Regions from separate parts of the Mus musculus genome. Here region 1 is linked to region 2. The links are chromatin contacts, called in public Hi-C maps. All regions are on one chromosome and are shown on one strand. The core of a region is the stretch at or near the end of the contact, and the rest is flanking DNA. Distances in the headings are between cores, read along the strand shown. Region 1 overlaps Lekr1 (leucine, glutamate and lysine rich 1). Region 2 overlaps Kcnab1 (potassium voltage-gated channel, shaker-related subfamily, beta member 1).

Evidence for each region. Hi-C and Micro-C count contacts between places; a contact is called where the count stands out from the background.
Region 1: a contact with region 2 is called in a Hi-C map of granulosa cells, with 2.2 times the contacts expected there. The contact joins two enhancer-like sites. A contact is called at or near these places in 7 of 39 promoter capture datasets (the 3T3-L1 cell line, 3T3-L1-derived adipocytes, the C10 cell line and 4 more), 2 of 15 datasets of contacts at CTCF or cohesin (large pre-B cells and pro-B cells), 7 of 484 Hi-C or Micro-C datasets (B cells, CD4 T cells, Th17 cells and 4 more), 6 of 115 datasets of contacts at active chromatin or transcription factors (the 230-238 cell line, cardiomyocytes, double positive thymocytes and 3 more) and 2 of 9 other capture datasets (adipose tissue and liver).

Annotation. Positions count from the first base shown.
Region 1 is chr3:65,678,936-65,685,613 of GRCm38.p6, forward strand. Lekr1 (leucine, glutamate and lysine rich 1) reads left to right here. Exons shown (of 13, transcript NM_001166659.1): 3 at 4,957-5,171. Among named protein-coding and RNA genes, the nearest start is that of Lekr1, 16 kb to the left of the region's middle. Within about 2 kb of position 5,181, at least 2 of the 459 cell types and tissues checked have an H3K27ac peak or open chromatin away from gene starts, as enhancers often do. A contact at or near this core is called in granulosa cells, where this site is marked.
Region 2 is chr3:65,372,419-65,378,975 of GRCm38.p6, forward strand. It overlaps Kcnab1 (potassium voltage-gated channel, shaker-related subfamily, beta member 1), which reads left to right. Exons shown (of 14, transcript NM_010597.5): 14 at 4,061-5,807. The coding sequence ends at 4,150. Among named protein-coding and RNA genes, the nearest start is that of Ssr3, 17 kb to the right of the region's middle. Within about 2 kb of position 2,498, at least 40 of the 459 cell types and tissues checked have an H3K27ac peak or open chromatin away from gene starts, as enhancers often do. A contact at or near this core is called in granulosa cells, where this site is marked.

The sequences.
Region 1 (6,678 bases), core at 3,931-6,430, 310 kb after region 2:
AGTATATATTTTAGGTGGTTCTGTATCTGTTCTGTGTACTCCACTTGTTCTGTGTACTCCACTTCCTCCAACAGAAGAGGCAGAAGCTTCCTGGTAATGATGGCCCGTTGTCGGGAATGACAGTGTGCTATTATTTTACTTTGAAATGAAAATGATAGAACACTGAGTTAGAAGAAGGAAACACAAATTATAATTCACAACAAATAGATAACTGACTTCATGTGGATCCATAATTACAATATCTCATAACTTCTCCAGCTTCAGAAAAGGGTGCCAAGCAATGAAGTCCACAGACACTAAGACTTGAAAAAGTTATATTATTTCTGTTACAGTTTTGCCTATAGAAAACTATTTATAATTGAACAAAACTGAGAATCTATGTGCCATATGTGTATTTAGTAGATAATTCAGGGATCCTGGTTATACTTGACCCAGTTTCAGGACCATTCTTTTAGGCCTATGATTATTTTATTATTTTGTTTCTAGATCACAATGACTATCATATTTTTCCTTGATGAACATTTAGGAAACATCAAAAATGCACTGCTTTACTTATTTTAGCTTTTCATCTCTTGTTTTTTTTTTTGTGATGAGTGCTATTTATTTTAATACCTTTTACAATGTGAAGTTTATGATTTCTGTTTCATACAACCAGCTACAGATCTACTTTAACTATCAAGAATTTTCTTTAGTGCAAGGATAGGGCATTTTCCAGGAGTAGGGAAAATGACAAACGGACGAAGTTTAGGGATAACGTGCCTTAGAGTAAGCAACAGAATGCTCTAATCAATGAGAAGGAATCAAAGGGACTCCAAGGAAATGCCCATCTGTTCTGAATGAGCTCAGGTCTCTTGACTGGGTAGGTGAGCTTCCCAAGGGCTCATAGTATTCTGAATGGGATTGCAGTCACTGTTATCTCTGAGGACTGCTGAGAGGGTGATATGTAAATGTTGTTCCATGTAGGAACTGCTATTGGATAACTCCAGCCAAGGCTTTAGAGTAAATTATTAAAGTGTGGCTTTCAAGAGTTAGGGTTTGTTTGTTTGTTTATCTACTTAGATGGGGTCATAGTGAATAGCCCTGTCTAATCTGGGAACTCAGTCTGTAGAATAGGATGGCTTAACTCATGAGAACCACCACCTGTGCCTCTTGACTGTTGGGATTAAAGGCCTGTACCATTATACCCACACTAAGGTATATTAGTGAAGGCTGAAATCCTTGGACTAGTTTTATATTCACTAAGAGATAGCATATGCCCCTTGCTATTTCATTTAAACCTTTCTTTATTATACTACTTTATTTGTACTGATGTGCACCTCAATACATGCACTGATGTCCGAGAGTCACTTACAGGAGCTGGCGCTTCTATCTTGGAGGTCCAGGGATTAACTTGAGCTTGGGAGGCTTGGCAGCAAACATCTGTACATGTTGCACTATCTTGCCCATTTCTATCTCAATTTCTCTTAAAAAAGGATTTTAAAATTGTATGCATATACAATTTATGTATAACTATGCATTGCATTTGTTCCTGACTCCCATAGAGGTGAGAAGAAGGCCTCCGATGCTTTTGAACTAGAGTTACAGATTGTCGTGGGTCACCATTTAGATGCTGAGAACTGAACCTAGGTCCTTGCAAGAGCAGCAAGTACTTTTAACTTCTGGGCCATCTCACCAGCCCTCCTTTCATTTTTTTGTCTGTGGATACAAGCTTTAAAAACTATTTTAGGCATAGAATACATGAACTTTTACGACAATGGCTGATAAAGTTTGTCTTACTATTATGAAAGTAGCTTTAGGCTATTTGCAGAAGTAATTAGCAGTTTCATAATGAGTTGTATGGGGAACAGTATTTAGTAATTGGAACTAGTACCAACTAAGGTGATGTGGTGTGTGAAGTTCCAGCCTTGACACATATTGAATATACATTTTATGTGTGTGTGTGGGGGGGTATGTGTGTGTATGTAAGTATAGGCACACACATATATAATTTATGTACATATACCTATGTGTGACACATGCTGTTTTATATAAGCTATATACTTACATTGACATTTGTGGTTCTGTCCTTGCATCTGAAAGCAAGTACTCAACAGAAAAGAATGGGAAATGCTGGTTTCAAGGAATAAGTAGAGTAAAGGAAAAAGTATAGAACGTCTGGGCAAAGATCCTGAGGTGCGAGTAGGACATTCAGCTGTCAAGAGGTACTGAAGTTGCCGGGCATGGTGGCACACACCTTTAATCCCAGCACTTGGGAGGCAGAGGCAGGCAGATTTCTGAGTTCAAGGCCAGCCTGGTCTACAGATCCAGGACAGTCCAGGGCTATACAGAGAAACCCTGTCTTGAAAAACCAAAATAAATAAATAAATAAATAAATAAATAAATAAGAGGGACTGAAGTGAGGAACTGGAAGGCCATCAGGTGTAGGACATGAGCTTTTTCCACTGTTGTTTCTCTCTTTAGAGCCATAATTTCTTACACTCAGCTTCCTCAGTGTGTATTTCATCCCAGTAATGTGGCTAATTCTGTACCACACACAGGATGCTTTACCTTTATGGTTGCTAAGAACACCTAACTGCCTAACTCTTCAATACTTTTAGAACTTGTTGGCTTAGTCCTGTCTAGAGGTTGGTTCTTCTGTGTCCAATATCTAACTTGAGGCTTTCAGTCAACCATGGGTAGGGAGGATGGGTAGACAAAGTCATATTACTAAATAGCAGCATGTACAAAATTAAATGGGCATTAATTAACATGATAGTATAACATAAAATTGCTAAAATATGGAAGAGTGTTGCAGACTTAGGCTCTACTAGAAAGTATTGGTAATATTGTGGCTAAAAGCATACTTAAGTCTTTTCTTGTTCTGTTCTCTATTAGTGGCCACACTGAGCCATTCAGTTCTAGCCATCCTGCAGGAAACACATAGGACAAGTTCAGAGCACGCTAGGATGAGATGGAGACTAGAAAGCTTGCTATGTGTGATGGAACTGGAGGTGGTTGTCTGAGGAAGAGGAAATATGGCATGTTCCTGATATCTGTTAGAAGACACATGCAGTCTTCAGATCTTAGAATGAGCTCTGTGTGAGAGACAGGCTGTTTTGTATGGTTCCTGAGGATTGTTGATGTTGTGGGGAGTGATGGGGTGAACATGAGAGGGTTTCCTAGGAGACATAACTGGCAGAGAGTGGAATAGGCTGCATTGGAAGGGAGTTTCTCATCCTTTGGGATGTCAGGATAGAGGCTGAACAATATGTCTCAGTCAGAATAAACCCAAAGAAACATACAAGCAAATTATTTATGATTTCTTTGAAACCTATGTTTGTAAATCTGTATATTTAGTATCAGTGGCAGGGGACTGACATAATCATTCACCCATTGTATTCTGGCCTTTGAGTCGAGATTGTTAACATTTAAGTGAGACACTTTTATTTGTTACTCACTTGTTCCAAGTGACACTTATGCAATGGGTTTGATAAGTAGATGTGCTATAACATAGTTACAGGGACACTGTCTACCTCCTTGTGCTATAGCAGTTACAGGGACACTGTCTACCTCCTTGTGCTATAGCAGTTACAGGGACAGTGTCTACCTCCTTGTGCTATAACAGTTACAGGGACAGTGTCTACCTCCTTGTGCTATAACAGTTACAGGGACACTGTCTAACACATTAAGGAAGGCTTAAGGCAAAGTGTTTCTTAAGAAGAAACACTTTGCCCACATGTGGTGTGTAGCCTTCAATCCTAGTATTGGAGACAATAGGTAGAAGGATAGTGGGTTGGAGGCCATGGTAGACCAGTCACCAAATTCCAAGCCATGATGAGTCACATTTTTTAAAGTCCTTATTGAATAATCTAAGAATTTCACTTTGGTGTCCCGGAGGTCTCTTTCCTTTATGAAAAGCCAATCAAACATAGACTACCAAGGATTACTTATTCTTAATACAAAAAAAGGGTCTTTTTCCTGTCCTGTTTTTCACTGCCTTCATGTTGAGCAGAGCCACACACACTTTGTCTGAAGGATATGAGGACCCACATACCCATGGTAGGTAAGTACACTATGGCACATAAATACGTAAGTATAGCGTTTTAAAAGGACTTGGGTTTAGTTTTAACAGTCTCGCCTTTTAGCTGGCCATGGAACTGCAGGAGTCTCAGTTTTAATCTATGATATGAATAAAACGAAGAAGAGAGTAAATTCAAAATGCTTTTCCTATTGTAGGTTTGGACAGAATATTAAATTCTATAAAAATCTTTAAATATTGAAGCATTGAAGCTGAGTAAGAGCATAGAGTTCATTTGGTTCAGTACCATAATTTTATAAATGAGTGAAATAAGATCTGAAGAAGTCAGAGGTATCTAGAGCAGTGGCTCTCAGCCTTCCTAATGCTGCGGCCCTTTACCACAGTTCCTCTTGCTGTGGTGACCCTCAACCATAAAATTGTTTTCATTGCTACTTCATAGCTGTAATTTTGCTATTGTTATGAATTGCAATGTAAATATCTGATATGTGGGATATCTATGCCACTGCTGTGAAAGGGTCATTTGACCCCCAGGGTGTCATGACCCACAGGCTGAGAAGTGCTGATCTAGATGGTCAGTGTTGGCAGCAGAAGCCCATGGGTTCCTTTGACATTAGAGACGGAACTTAGAACTAAAGGTGTAAAAATGCTCTCAACATTTTTAGTTTTATCTTGTGAAAGATATTTCAAGGGTAAATAATTCTTAGCTATACTGCGGAGAAATCATTTCTTTGAGAAACTCTTTTCTCTTTCCAAGATTTTGTGTTGGTTTTAAAATGTGTACCCAGCTATAGGCAGTGTCTGTCATAGTGACTATCCCAGCGGCTAGCCGACTGTGTATTCCTTTGTCTCCACAGCATGCTTGCAAAACAACTTTGGTTGAACTTTGTCTTTCACAATTAAAAACATAAATTTCAATAAATATGTGTTCTGTTTCCTAGATGTCTCCTGAAGAAACAGTTTGTAAATACTGTGGCGTCAGCTATCTAATTCTTCATGAATTTAAGGCTATGGAAGAAAAACTGAAAGCAGTGCAAGAAGAAATGAAATTTTATCAAGGAAGTGTAGAACGTGAAAAGAAACTTCAAGAAAAGCTGCAGTCTCTTAGCCAGGAGTTTGAACAGTATAAAAGTGACAGCGAGTCCAAGAAGGCAAGGTCGGAGTATGTTTCCTGTCTCTTATTTAGTTTCAAGGCAAACAGTAGATTTGGGTGGCATGGTGGTACATGCCTGAAATTCCAGTAGTCGGACCTGGGGCAGAAGCGCTGAGAATTCCAGGCCAGCTATATATTTCTCTATATCCTTTGCTGTGCCTTTGCTGACCTTTATTATAAGTAACTTTCTGCTATATTTGTGGCTTAGTATCTTTTGATAGCTATTTAACAATAAATAAAATAGTGTGTCCTGTGACTTTGCCACTTACATGTATGCGCTGGGATTATTGTACATTGATGCACACACCTTGATCTTTTCTGGGGCAGTGGTTTTTGTTTTTTGTTTTTTGTTTATTTTACATATTTATTTATCATTTCACTTTTCAATATTGATACTATTTCTGTTTATTATTATAGGTACTATTTATACTTACGTGCCTTTGAACATGTTTTTCATAGAATAAGTTCTTGGAAACAAAAATAACAAAAGTAAATTCCAGTTTACAATTTTGATGATTATTAAACCAAAATATCTTTTGGGAAGACAGCATTAATTATGCTTGATGAAGTATTTAGGAATTGTCTAACTTTTATACCTTTTAAACATCAATATCCTTTTTTTTTAGTGCATGAAAACAAAGTTTCCTCCTGGATATTTAGTATATATATATATTGTTAATGGAAGATAGCCTTTTTTAAAAACCGTGGAGATTGGTTCTTTCTTCCGATGACTACTTGCACACATCAAGTATCCAGTTTTCTACTGGGTCATGTGTTTCCATGTAGCAAAGGATGATTTCGAACTTCTGAATTTCCTGCTCTACTTCCAAGTGATGGCATGTGTCACCACACCAGGTTTATTTGGTGCTGGGGAAACAAACCCAGGGCTCTGTGTATGCTAGGCAATACTCTACCAAGTAGCTATATCTCCAATCTGTGGAGTTTCTAATATAATACTGTTCTTACACTTTATATGTGTTAACGTTTTCTCATGGTTGATTATTTTTGCCTTGTTTTATAATTTTTGTTGGATGTTTTTCATTTTTAAAATTTTCACACTGTGCCAAATTCTGCCAAGGTCTGTGTCATGATACACAGCCTCAACACAAAAGAGTTCATAGGAAGAACATGGGATGGTTACCTGTTAAAATAAAGGAAAATTCAGGTTCTCTGACTTTGTAAAGGATGGGAAACAGATCTTTTTAAGTCTTTTGCAGTAAATATGCCTCCGCCCCACTCTTTCCTTGTTCTATTCTTTTCAAGTCTGAGTCTCATTATAGTTTCTTTTGAGTTTTGTGGCCATCCTGAGCCCCACCTCTGCAGTCTGAGAAAGGAAAGAGCCTTGGCCATCAGTTCTATGAAGACCTTTATAACAAAGGAAGAGAGATCACTAAGAGAAATTAGATTTTTGCTATCAGAAGTGTAAATGTAAATCTGATAAGGAAAATATCCAATACTGGAAAGAAAAATAGAAAAAAATCACAATTTAAAACAACAAAAGGTTGTTTTT
Region 2 (6,557 bases), core at 1,248-3,747:
CTTTTAGAAACAGACCAGAATGGTGGTACACACCTTTAATCCCAGCAGAGATATGTAGATCTCTGTCAGTTTGAGACTAGCATGGTCCACAGAGGGAGTTTCAGGACAGCCAGGACTACATAGAAAAGCCCTGTCTCAAAAGAAAGAGAGAAAGGGCAGGGAGGGTGAGAAAAACCAGAATACACTGGTATGTAAATGGTACAGATTGCCTGCCTAGCCACCACCTTTCGCCGGACCAGGCAGTGGGGCAATACTCCACAGCTATTTCCAAATTCAGCCCGGCCATGGTTCCTCCTGGATTCTGTGGGACCTTTACAGGGAATGCCTCATCTAATGAACCATACCATCTTCATTCATTTTCTGTTATGCACTGGGAAAACAAGATTACACAATGAGGATGGGGAAAGGACACAGTTTGTACCCAGAAGAACTTAAGTTCAATATAAAAGTTTCAATTTCACTCGTGTTTGGAATACTTCCTGCATCTGGCACCAAGGAGACAGTTGGGTTACTGTGATGAGCAAGATCCTGTCCTAAAACTGCTGGTGGAAAGAGTGAATTAAGAAACCTATGCTTTAAAAAAGCTGGCCTCTGAAAGCTCACGATGTACCAGATACTGACAACACCACCACAGGACACAAGATACTGTCCAGTCTTTAACAAGCTTACATTCTACTAGGGGACTAATAAAAATGAACAAAATTTCAGATCATGAGTTATTAAGCAAACAGATTGTTACACTAGAGAGCAACTGAGAAAGGTGGGTCTACTTGACATAACTTTGCAAAAGCCCCCTCCCTATAAGATGTTTATTCTGAGTTTGGATTGTATGCCTTGCCATAGCATAAAGAAACCTTGAAGTACATTTTAGGAACAAGAAAGAGCAGTACAAAGGACCTCGTCAAGAGGGTACATGGCTTATGCCAGACTATCCTTCTCCTTATAGGTGAGGAATCCTTTACAAAATGTAGAGGACAGACATGCTTCTATTTGAATGTCCCGGAATTCCTAAGGCTGCCCCAAGGAAAGCAGGATGCAGGTGTAGTCATCACCTAGGCAATGGAGGTAGAGTGGATGGATCTGCAGATCTGGGAAGAACAGATAAAAATCCTGGCAGGAAGAGAAATGCAGGATTCCTATCATGCTAGCACTATGATCCTCAATCCCAGGGGAAGTCATGCCAGGGGCAGAAATGAAGCAGCACCCTGGGTCTAAGCTGTTAGAGCTGCAGGAGCCTCCTGGGCAGCGAGGAAAGGATACTTTAACTCCCAAAGCAGTCCCTCCCTAGCAAGGCTCTGGCTGGCAGCAGGATGGAATTTCTATTCTCAGAAGACAAAGGACAGGGCTGTTACCCAGACAGCCTCACTGCTAGCACAAGGCCTTACCAAACTTCCCTTCTCCTTCACCCCAAGCAGCAGCACAGAACAGTCTAGACATGGTGTGACAGAAGCCCTGGATGTGGTGAAAAGTACACTAGGTATCTAGAGAGGCCAAACACTTGTTGGAATTGGCCGCAAATGTACAGAAAGTGTGGAATGCTGGCTACCATAAAGAACGGAAAGGTCTCAAGGACTGTGGAAGTATGAGCAATGAAAAATGCCTATGCCACGGGTGTGTACACATTCTTGTATGCACATGTACGCTGTCTCTGTGTCTTTGTCTCTTTGTCTCTCTCTCTCTCTCTCCCTCCCTCCCCTCCCCTCCCCCCACACTTCCCCCCAATCAGGATTCTAATCTCTAGCCACTAGGAATACTTCAGGACAAACCCCCCCTCACCCCACCCCACACACACACACACATGCAAATTAGCAGTGGTCCATGTTCTATCTCTACAGTAATCACCACCGTAATCACCACCCAACTTGCAAAAATCCTCCATCATCCTCAAAGAACTCAGTCCTGGAGGCCCTGATGACCCTCAGCCCCAGAAAAACATTCCTAGCCAAACCTCCCCTTACACCACCAAGTCCTGTAGGCAATACAATAAGGTTGTACAACTGGAACAATCTCATTAAATCTGCACAACAGCTTAAAATATTGTAAAGTACCTGCTGCGTTTTTTTAGAAGTGATTTCACATAAAATTCTGAAAGTATGGCTCCTTTAAAAGACACTGGTCCTTTAATACTACACACACTGCAATTTCATATTTTACTCAAGTAGTTTTATGTTTTCACTGTGTCTAGCTGATAGGTATTTTGACAGTGACTCTTTTTTCATTTCACATGGCTAGTCCACTGGATTTCTCTTCCACCAAACCCAGTTTTTGAACTCCAGTCTCAGAAGTCTCCAAGTAACTTTAGCTATTTAGAACCTGAGACTACAGAGCTAATGGGAAACAAAACGCCTCCTTTGACTTCAGGTAGAAAAAAAACAAAAAAAAACCAATAACCAGAACCACAAGTTTCCCAGACACAGGAGCTGCACTATTTTGCCAAACCCACAGGCTGCTAAGGGCAGCCCTGGAGACAAGGTCACCTCGGCCAGTAGGGCTGCAGCAAAGGGCGAGGCCCAAACCTCAGAACTGGTCATCCTAATTGCATCTCACCAGTCTGTCTACACAGGGTCAGACTATTCCAGAGAGAAAGCAGGTCTTTGTCCCTTGTCTCATGGTATAACACTAGCCCTGAATGAGCAGCAGATTCTACCCAAGTCAGCTCTACACAATGCTCCACATGCACACAACACATCCTACTTCACACTGATCCCACCCCCAGTTCCCCTTTCCCATTCCACTATCACTAGCCTTGCTAAGTCTCCCTCACTGTCTCTCAGACTTTGACTTTGACTATCAGATACCTTTCAGGCTCCTCCAACTCATCCTTCAACTTTTCCCTGGTATCTGATGGGGGAAAGCAAGTCCTTGGAGCAGCAGTTCTCAACCTGTGGGTCACGACACCCAAAGGGGTGACATATCAGATGCCCTATATATCAGATATTTACATTATGATTCAGAACAGCAAAATTAGTTTTGAAGTAGTAAAAAAAAAAATAATGTTATGGTTGGGGGTCACAGCATGAATTAGAGCAAAGGGATACAGCATTAGAAAGGTGAGAACCACTGCCTTAGGTTTCACAACAGCCTGGAGAATGGTGTTTTCATTCTTATAAAGTGGCACCCAAGCTCCCTTACACGTTCCAGCTTCTGTTCCCTTATCCCTACCATCTCCACTAGTCTGTCCTTGGTATCCACTTCACTGTTCATGTGCGTGCTGTTCCATCTATCTGGGAGGCCTATTAAGCTGCAAACATCCTTTACCAGTTCTAAGCAGCAGCTGGAAGGTCCATTCCCAGTCTAACCACTGCTGCAGTGCTAACCACTGCCGCAGCTTCCAGCCACATGCGACTATCTGAATACACGAATGATGGCCCTTCCAAACGTGAGTGTGCGTGTGTGTGTGTGCGTGCACCCGAGTGTGGTACTTAAGTGTATATTCATAGGACTTGAAGGACTTAGTACTACCCTCAAAAGTACCTTAATTTTCTATACTAATTTTCACATTAAAGTGATACTAAGTAAAAATGTGTTGGCTGACTACAATGTAATAAAATGTACTAATTCTATTATTTTAAAGACAGCATTATTACCTGCTAGAAAAATTAAAACATAAATTGCTTACACTGAAATTCTACCAGATTAAGCTACTCTGTATTCATGAGACTTTAGTCCTTTTTTTTTAAATACATATGTTTTTATAAAGGATTTATTTCATTTATATGAGTACATCATAGCTGTCTTCAGACACACCAGAAGAGGTCATCAGATCCCATTACAGATGGTTGTGAGCCACCACACGGTTGCTGGGAATTGAACTCAAGACCTTTGGAAGAACAGTCAGTGCTCTTAACCGCTGAGCCATCTCTCCAGCCCCATGTCTTCATTTCTTTAGTCAACAAACACAATCCCTGACTTGAAGCTTATCCATTGTGGGGCATGGGGTAGTGGATCTTCATTTCAGCTATGGCTTGCAAACATATCGCAAGTATAAATGACTGCTTAATGTGGACTCCACAAGACAAATGCGCAACCCTAACCCTCTGTGCTTCTCCCCTACCCTCAGGTCCTCCCTAAGATGACATCTCACGTGGTGAACGAGATTGATAACATACTGCGCAACAAGCCCTACAGCAAAAAGGACTATAGATCATAAGGCAATGCATGAGCCACTTAAGCTGCATGGGTAAAGTCATGATGGGTAGGCAGTGCAGAACGGCCTTACCAGCCACTCTTTTCAATCACTTAGCAGTTTGCTGCTCAACCTCTAGTGTCCCAGGATTCTCTGAGGTTTCTGCTGTTGCTACCACTGTGCACCCTGAATTCTGAACACATCTGAAAATTCACAAGCCAGAAAATCCATTCTATTTTCTTATCTTGGACTGGTCCCCTACCCTGGCACTGGTCTGTGTACCTCATGTTTTTGCAATGGAAAGAATGCTGGGGTAGGGGAATCTATTATCTTCAGAAGAAGGCTGTACATATATATTTTTTTCAAAAGAACAAATTTCACAAGATACAGTATATGACCTGCATAGGAAACAGGATATCCTCACTCTTTAGTCTTGCTCGGGAGAACAAACTGAACTAGATTTTTCCCCCCATATTTCATATTCACACTAGCAAGTTTTATGTCACCTGATATTCAAATAAAATTTCTAGATATTTGCTTTCACTATCTCTAAAGTTATATTGTTGCCTGGCCCTGTACAATTTAACTGGGGTGTCTCTCAGGGTTCTAACATATCCATTTGCATAGTTATAAAGGCATGACTATCCCAAGATACATAATAGATACATAATGCTGATTTATAAAAAGGTCACAATGTTATGGAAACAGCTTTAAATAAAATGTTAAGTGTTCATTTTTTACTTTCTATTAAAGCCTACATTTACTTTCAATTGCTTGTAGGCACAACTTCTGTTGAGGCTAAATATTTGACTTTAAAAATACATACATGTTCAGTTTTGTAATTAAACCTATAAATACCCAGAAAGGCAAGTGTTCAATTTACCATTGGGACATTATCATATAATGCTTGGAATTTTCTGAAGTTATTAACATGAAAACAAATCATAGGCGATGTTAAGAAAAAGACAAAAAAACATTTTTTTTCTCATTCCTCGGCACATGCTAGATGACTTAACTTGCCCAAAGAAAAAGCAAAATATTCAAGAAGCTCCTGGTTCGAATTGTATCACACCCTACACCATATGCATGAAAGCTCTTTGCATGGAATAAAGGGGCCTAGCTTTGCACTCAGAATCTGAGATACACTTAGCTCTGCCTCTACGGGCTAATTCCCCTCACTGTATCCCACTTGAGAAAAACTGTAAAACTATATATACTGTGTGGCTATCTGTAAATACGGATAAGACACAAGGGGTTTTTGTTGTTGTTTTGTTTTCTGTAAAGGTGGGGTCATTTTCTAACTCTTATTTGTCTAACTATAGATGGGCAACATTCTACTTCATCTAGTTAGCAAGTTCTCCATCACTTTAAGATTTACACAAGAAATATACGAACTTAAAATCATTTTCGGATATGTACCACATGGTTAAGTTCTAAATCTTAAACTATCAGTGAAAGATACCAAGAAATATGATTGTGACTACCTAGCTAGCCTCCAGCAGGCAACTTGGGAGTTTCACCCGTGAATATCTGAATAATGATAGAGATGAGCTAACTTTCCATCTATTCACTGTAAATGTAATCCACTGAACTACTGTACGTATAAATGAGTGGAGTGCTGTCTAAATAAAAATCAATTTATTTGCTTAGAGTAATAAAGGCATCTGCAATCTCATAATACATCTTTTGGGTCTTTCATTATAAAATACAAATAAAATGTCACCATGAAATAAACAATAATCCCCTAAATAAATTATACTGAAAGCTATACTACACTGAATGCTTAAGAGAAGTCACAGTGACTAAAAACAGGCTGAAACAAGGAACTCCCGTCTCTGAGGAAACAGAATGCACAGGATCCAGAGTTCAGATATGTTAGACACTCTCTCAACCACCACCATCCCAACAAAAAAGAAAAAAAGACCGAGATTTGTGCTGCAAGCTTTGCGTGCTGGCACACACCTGTAATCATAGCACTTGAGAAACTGGGGGGATGGGTTTTAAGTTTGTGGCCAGCTTGGACTGCACTTACAAGAAAACTAAAAAATGTTTTGCAAACTCCTTTCCTTTCAGTGGATTTTGGAAAACTGCACACTAAAGTTGAAGGTTCTCAAACCCTCTTGAAAGCAGCTGCAAATTTAAACCAAACATGGGCAACACTAGTTAGCTGTGGAAGCAGCCAATTTGGACATATCTACCAAGGTAAACTGAGTAATGCATTTCAGTTTTACCCTTATGAAGAAAAGCTTCATTTACTAATTTCCTCTTCAAAACTCCATGGCAAAAAACTAGTCATACTGGTCTCAAGCAAGACAAATACAAACTACAAACTCTGGGCCTGGATTCCTACTTCAGGAACTGATAGAAACATCATAGACTGCCAAATATCATTCAAGCACACAGCAACAGCACTGCTTCAAGGAACCTAAGT